2 separate regions of the Mus musculus genome follow, and region 2 is linked to region 1. A link is a contact called in public HiChIP or PLAC-seq data. All regions are on one chromosome and are shown on one strand. The core of a region is the stretch at or near the end of the contact, and the rest is flanking DNA. Distances in the headings are between cores, read along the strand shown. Region 1 holds the start of Cp (ceruloplasmin). Region 2 overlaps Gyg (glycogenin).

Region 1 (3,567 bases), core at 81-2,580:
TCCAAAGAAACTATAAGAATAAGACCAACTCTTGGGAAGAAAATACAACCTCAAAACCATGTTTACAAAATCATAAGTTCTACTTCTCTTTGTAATCAGTTATCAAATTCAAAACTTTTTCTTACTGATTATTACTAGGTTAATAAAGTAACAACCTGATATTATTAGTAGTACTGCACATTTCTTACCATGAAAAATTTAACCACATATAAAAGTAAACAAAATAGCATGTACCCATCAATGATTCAGTGCTTACATAATTTGGCTCAATAGAGCAGTTTTTATGGAGAGAGTCTTAGCAGCTGCTGTTCATTTCACTCATTTGAGTTCTTTTGTCATTCTAATACAGTTGCTAATATACTAAATATTTGCTTTGAATGCCAAGTTTCCATTTGTTGGTAAATGTTTAGATACTATTAATAGTGATGACCTCAGCTTAGAGAAACTTCAAGGAGACCCTACTATTCAGTAAAAGAATGCTGCATATATAAAGCAACTAAAGCACAAAGACATTTAAGTTACATGATATTTTATCAGGACCTCATAATAAGAACATAACATTTCTTGCACTTGTTATGTGGGGAGCACTGTGCTATAAGAGCTTTGCCTGCAATTTTAAAACAGCCCTGTGCTTTATAACTGGGCTGTCTCATTTTATAGATAAGGACTCAGAAACTGTGAGAGATTAGTATGACTCCTTTACTGTCCTGAATCACACAGAAAGTAGTAGGCAGAATCTTCTTTCTTTAAGTAGTATTTTATTTCTATATTTGATATTTTCAAGGATTAAAAGTACTGTACTTTCACCCTTAGGAACAAGTAATGGTATGCTTGCATTTTATCCAGTAATTGTTTGAAAGTAAACAACTTCTGCATCCAGAGACAGAACACATTTGGGAGATAAAGGCGAGAGAAACCACAACCATAGGAGAGAGTAAGAAACCAGTATAGCTCCCTCAGACCAAGAAAGAAGAGACAAGACAGCTTCACAATAACAAATATTAGGGACATAAAGGAAATCAATAAAAGCATTGATTTTTTCAAGTCAACATTTTACATTTTCTATGTTTACGTTACTTTCCTTGTTGGCTTCATTTTCTTTAAGGTAACATGAATTTGGCCCATAAAGAACAAAAAATAGTGACTTACGTGTCAACTGAAATAAGTTTCTTTTCTTCAGTGCCAGAAGCATAGTCCCAGACTGCTTCAGTAATTCCAATGAAATAATGCTTATCTCTTGCCAAGGCTAAGGAACTATACAAAAATATAAATGTGCTAAGCAGCAAAAACTTCATTTTTCTCCCTCTCGGAGCCCACGATGCAATAAAGTGAAACCAGAAGCAAGCAATTTTATAAATAGGGCTTCATTTGCTTGGCTGACACAATTTAATGTTGCAAAAGAGTAACTAATTTCTTTAAAGCAAATAGCATTTTCCAACTCAGATTGGTTCTGGTAAACCACGAAGGGGAAAAACCAAAACAAACACAGTTCCCTGTGGCCAGGCTTCTCTAACTACAAAGGAATGTCATCTGTTTGTGTTGGACATGCACAGCATGCGCAATTCTGCATCTTCTTCCATTCATCGTGTAAATTCCAGGAGGGCAGAGACCATCTCTAAATGCTCCCTTTGTTCTTCTAGCAATCCCAGGCACTACACCTCACCCAGAGCCAGTTTTTAATAAGCCAAGGAAAAATGAATCAAATATGTCATTGTTAATGATTTTTAGAAAACTAACAAAAACTTACTTGTAATTTTGAAGATATGAAACATATTTAGCACATCGTAAAAGTAGCCAATAAAAATTTCATTTAAAAAAATTTTTTTGTACTGTGTGTTATAGAGACTTTATCAGTTGACATGGATTGCTATGTAGAAATTAATAGAAGAACATACCAGGAAATGATAATTTTGTTTGAATGATAGAAGTCAGTCACAAGGGCTGGTGAGATGGCTTAGCGGATAAGAGCACTGACTGCTCTTCTGAAGGTCCTGAGTTCAAATCCCAGCAACCACATGGTGGCTCACAACCACCTGTAATGAGATCTGACACCCTCTTATGGTGTGTCTGAAGTCAGCTACAGTGAACTTATGTATAATAATAAATAAATCTTTAAAAAAAAAAAAGAAGTCAGTCACAAACCAAATAAGCTATGCATAATGGGGAAACTGGCACATGACAATCTGTTGAATCTAGGATTTTAGTACCCGTCTGTACAATGAAGTAATACTCAGAGAGAGAGAGAGAGAGAGAGAGAGAGAGAGAGAGAGAGAGAGAGAGAATGGGCAAAGAAGGAAGAGGAGGAGAGAAAGGAAAAGAGATAGGAAAGAGAGAGGAAAAGAAAAAAATCAACCACAATTAAGCCTGTTTTCAAAGGCAAAGAATGATTTTACTCAACTGGAAAAAGAGCTTTGTTTATTAACCTAGAATTTCTCTCTGTAACATGTATGAGAGCTTTAAGGTAAAAGATTTTTGGTTAGAACTCTGTCTTCACTTGTGGCATGTATCTAAATGTATAATTTTTTTTTCCTAAAGTGAAATGCAATCCTGATGATAGCAGTTACTATTTTGTGTTAATAAAGCGATTGTTGTTATTGTTGTTTTCTTGTAGGATACTGTATAGCACTAAATGCTATTTGCTGAAATAGACTGGTATCAGAACAGGTACTCTTATTTAACAAATATTGAATGAGTTCCATGGTGCGTGCAGTTCTGTCCTCAGTGGGCAGATAGCAGTGGATATAACTCCATGGAGCATGCATGCCGTTATATACAACATGAAAACTTATTAACACATGAAAAATGAGGAACACAATGTCAGTCATAGATGCTAGAAAAAAAATGTCAGGATAAAGTTAAAATCTGATGCTGTCAAAATTCTTACCCTTAGCTTCAGTTTCCTCATTTGTAAAGGTCAGCCTTGAAGGAAATTATCCAGATCAATTGAAATGACCTTGCAAGCTACTAACAACAGTGTGTGTGTGTGTGTGTGTGTGTGTGTGTGTGTGTGTGTGTGTGTGTGTGTTTTAATGGGATTGAATACAGAGATTTAGGCATCCTTATGTTTAACAGGCAAGTGCTCTAGTACTGAGCTACTGGGCTATCCTTGCTACTGATAATCTTGACCACTTGACTTTATACAGAAAAGGGAATTATAGGAGGCGAGGTGCCCAAGCCTCTTTCTGGAACTTTCCTGAACAACTCTTCCTTCACATCCACAGGGAGGACAGGAGTATGTCTGAAATTTTGTCCAAACTTCATTGGTCAAGCTCCATGTTTTGTAAGAAACTTCTTCCCAAACGGCTCTTTCCCCTAAGACAGGCAATTAGAAGGCATCTTCTAGCAGTTCATTCTCTAGAGGGAGGGATGTGCCTCTAACTAACAAGAAGCCACTATTGATCTTACTTCTCTACATGTTTAAATTTACTGTGGGTTTAAGGAGGCCAGAGCAGCCATCTCCATAGTGCCTACTTCCCAAAATATTCTGCCAACTAGTAAATAAATGGGATCATATAGGCTCCAGATGAATCCTATACTAATAGGACCCTTCACAGTGACGGTGGAACT
Region 2 (3,633 bases), core at 26-2,525, 170 kb before region 1:
CAGCATTCAGGCAGGCATAGTGCAGGAGGAGCTGAGAGTTCTACATCTTCATCTGAAGGTTGCTAAGAGATTACTGGCTTCCAGGCAGCTAGGTTGAGGGCATTTAAGCCCATCCTTACAGTGACACACATACTCCAACAAGGCCACACCTCTTAATAGTGCTGTTCCCTGGGCTGAGCATATGTAAACCATCACACACAGTTTATCCCTCTGTCCACACATCTTCACTTGCAAATGTTCATTGCAATGAGTCATTGGTATGGCTCAAGATCTCTGGCTTCTGTAACATCATTAATGGTGGATCCTCTCTGAGACTCCTCCCAGTTATCCTGTTGTCGCTCATAGAGATCTTGCCGTTTTGGGTCAGCAGAACTGGCCCTTTCATGAACTCAAACAGTTCATAGATAATGTAGATTTGGGGGTGGGCCAACTCAAAACCCTGCTTCTGGGCCTGGCTAATAGCTGAGCTGGTCAGCCTGACAGCTGTCCTGCATCCACACCACCAGGGCACCAGGGCAAGCTCTCCAGCCCTGTTCAGCTAGGCTACCCAATGCTGTGGCAGGAGGCAGGGTCAGCTCTCCTGCTCTCGTGCCCTCGGGCCAGCTTGCATGTACCCACACCTCCAAAGCCAGCCCCGCTGTGCTGCCCAGTCCATGCACTGGGCTCACTCTCCCAAGTGCTACAGCCAGTGAGGGGCTGGACCAGATCTCCCACTCTCACATACTCAGGGCCAGCTCACCCAACTACTGCAGGTGGTGAGGGATGGGCATCACCCCTGTGCCCATTCTGCCTGATGGCAGACAGTGGCAAGGCCAGATCTCCCACACTCACAACCTCAGCCTGCTCCCCTAAATGCTACTGCTGTTGACAGGAGGTGGAGCCAGCTCTCCAGAGTGCTATAGCAGTGAGGGGTGACATCAGTTCTGCATAGCCTTTGGATATCGACATGGTCCCAGGAGGCTGTCCAGACCAGGGATTTCCCCATGGTCTCTAGTGGTAATATAAGCCACAGGCATCAACACCAACTTGCTGTAGCATGGCCACAGACCCAGGCATGGCCCTCAGTGCCAACGTGGTCTGGAACTTCCCCCATGGTCTCAGGTAGCAGGGCTGCCTAGTCCTCCCCACCCTCTCATCTCCAGTTCTGTCTCTATTCATAATGCTCAGTGTTCTGCTTCTCTTTCTCTCTGTCTGTCCACCACATACTTACACACTGTAGTGGCTTCCACTCCAGGCTTGCCACATGTCTGGCCGGCCTCTGGGTGACCTCATCTGCTCCGCTGCGTGGCATAGCAGCAAGCAGGACTCTAAGTGTCTAAGCCTGCCCATGTGACATGGCAGTGAGTGGGTCTCTGGATGTCTTCCTCCTGCTGGGCTGAATTTTGCTGCACTGCAATGGTGGCATACAGGCCTCTGTGTGTCTACAGCCTACCTGTGCCATGCAGTAGAGGGCAGGTCTCTCTGGGTGTATCTCCCCACCAGCACTGCATGGCATGGCTGGAAAAATATTCTTTAAGTCATTCCCTCATGCCCATAATGTAGATGTAAAAAGTCTGAAACTTGAAATCAGATAAATTGAAACCTTGGACACAAAAACTAGCCAAGTGTTTGAGACCTTCTGCTCATCGTTTTTGTATATAAGACTATTGGCTAAATCCTTTAGCCTCCTTGGCTGTTCTGCTAAGCAGCTAGTATACTGTGATAGAAGCGAAGGCACTCCTTAACTTTTGTGACCAGTGTGGGACCCAGATAGTACTTCTCATACTGCAATAGCTCTACACGATTTCAGAGATTGTTCTCTGCTGTAACTACTTTACATAAAACTGGCAAGTTAGTCTTCATTGCTATTCCTGAGTGCAGTCTGTTTCCCATTTAGCACTGCCTTATCACTCCCTTTGCCTCAGTCACCCAGGAGCTCTTGGGCTGGCCCAGACCAACCACCTGTTTAGTGACCAGTGCAGGTGCCAGCTCTTGCATGTTTTCTTTCTCTTGCTCTCTACCACTATCCATTTCTATAACCATTGTATATGTGGCAGTTTAACTACTAAAGTTTGGAGAAGTCCTCAGTCCTTGCTGCCCAGAAACGAGTGCCGTAGCCTCAGCCAAAACCACCAGCGACTGCTGCCTGGTTCCTGCACAGCCAGCCTTGCATCATTCTTCTCTCTTCCCTGCTTCCTCCCAGTCTTCAGGATCTGCTGCTTGTCTTCTCTTACGTAGTCTGCTCCAATCAGCGTTTTAGAAAGCTACACAAATCCTATGTTTTGTTACAGAAATCTGGTCATTGTGCCATGTAATAATTTCTATGATCCTGCTAATCTTTATCTAAGAAATTCTTTACCTTAGGTCAAAAAGAGCAATTCCACCCACATCTCAGACATCTTATACACTGGTTCTCAACCTGTGGGTCAACTCCTTGGGGAGTTGAACAACCCTTTCACAGTAGTCACATGTCAAATTTTCATTATGAAACATAGCAGTAGCAAACTTAGGTTGAGGGACACCACACGTGACAAACAGCATCTACCTTAAACAAAGCTTATTAAGTAATTTAGGACTGCTTTGTCTATAAAAAAACTAACCACTCGATTTAGGTTTTTTTTCCTCTCTCTCTCTATTAGGATAGAATAAGTAAAGATATTTCATAGGAAGAGGATCATTTCTTTATTACAAAAGGTAATAGTGATCTAGCTAATGAGTATTGGAAACTGGCATTCATGAATGTAGATCCCAAGGCCTGGACCACAGTGAAATGTAGGCCTGTGGGTATCTCCAAATGCCATTGCTGTGGACATTCAAGAGGAGGACCCTGGGCCCCAGCATAAATCCAGGGAGGTTGTGGGGAGGATCTGAAGATGAGCTGTGCAGATGGGTTGGCTCGTTTTGTCCTCCTCCTCCATGCAGCTTGAAGCCCCAGTGTGCAGACTGAAGTCCCAGGTACAGGAGAGCATTAGATGATCAGTGCTCTGCACAGTCTATGCATTGCTCGCTGTGGACCTGAGATACACCATCCTCTTCTTGTTCCGATTTTCCTTTTTCTCCCCAGACTTTGTATAAACTTTATCCTTCTAAGAACAGTGCTCAGACTCTTGGTACTATGGAATTTTCCTGTTGGTTACTTCTACTGCAGAATCCTCAACTATACTATGTATTCCCTTTTCTGCTTAGATTGGATGCCCATAGGTGGAGATTAATAGATGCCACTCATCAAACAATGCCCAATACTCCCAAGCGTGTGTTTACAGAATAACTTATACTGGCCTGGCTTAATCACAGCCTGTTCATTCACTAGCCCTGTGATTTAGCCTTTGACATACTCTTTAACTTTTAGCCTTGCCTGCCCTCCGACTCACACAGTAGTTTTAGAGACGAAATGAGGTACACAATGAAAATGCTAAACATAGCGTAGGGTTTGTACTTCAAAGTATGTCAACTGACTCCCGGTAGCTCACATCTGTGAACTGTCAGGACCCATAGGAAATGATAGCTACTCCCTAATATTTCCATGTATTTTAATTATCCTTGCCATCATGCTATGACAGTATAGCATTTATACAAGATACAGGCAAATAGAAATATAAAGATCAGTATATCAGTATGTAGGTTGAGGTTTAGCGGTTGGCTAATACTGGAGGA

The links. HiChIP or PLAC-seq counts read pairs in DNA pulled down with a chosen protein or histone mark.
Region 2: a contact with region 1 is called in an H3K27ac HiChIP or PLAC-seq map of heart atrium, with 5 read pairs. The contact joins the enhancer-like site here to the promoter of Cp in region 1. A contact is called at or near these places in 3 of 39 promoter capture datasets (the 3T3-L1 cell line, macrophages and stem cell-derived epiblast-like cells), 1 of 484 Hi-C or Micro-C datasets (the HL-1 cell line), 1 of 115 datasets of contacts at active chromatin or transcription factors (heart atrium) and 3 of 9 other capture datasets (adipose tissue, liver and pancreatic islet).

The regions. Positions count from the first base shown.
Region 1 is chr3:19,955,012-19,958,578 of GRCm38.p6, reverse strand. It overlaps Cp (ceruloplasmin), which reads right to left and starts at 1,330. Exons shown (of 19, transcript NM_001374677.1): 1 at 1,150-1,330. The coding sequence starts at 1,295.
Region 2 is chr3:20,128,218-20,131,850 of GRCm38.p6, reverse strand. The region is part of intron 5 of Gyg (glycogenin); the gene reads left to right. Among named protein-coding and RNA genes, the nearest start is that of Gyg, 25 kb to the left of the region's middle. Within about 2 kb of position 1,275, at least 43 of the 459 cell types and tissues checked have an H3K27ac peak or open chromatin away from gene starts, as enhancers often do. A contact at or near this core is called in heart atrium and macrophages, where this site is marked.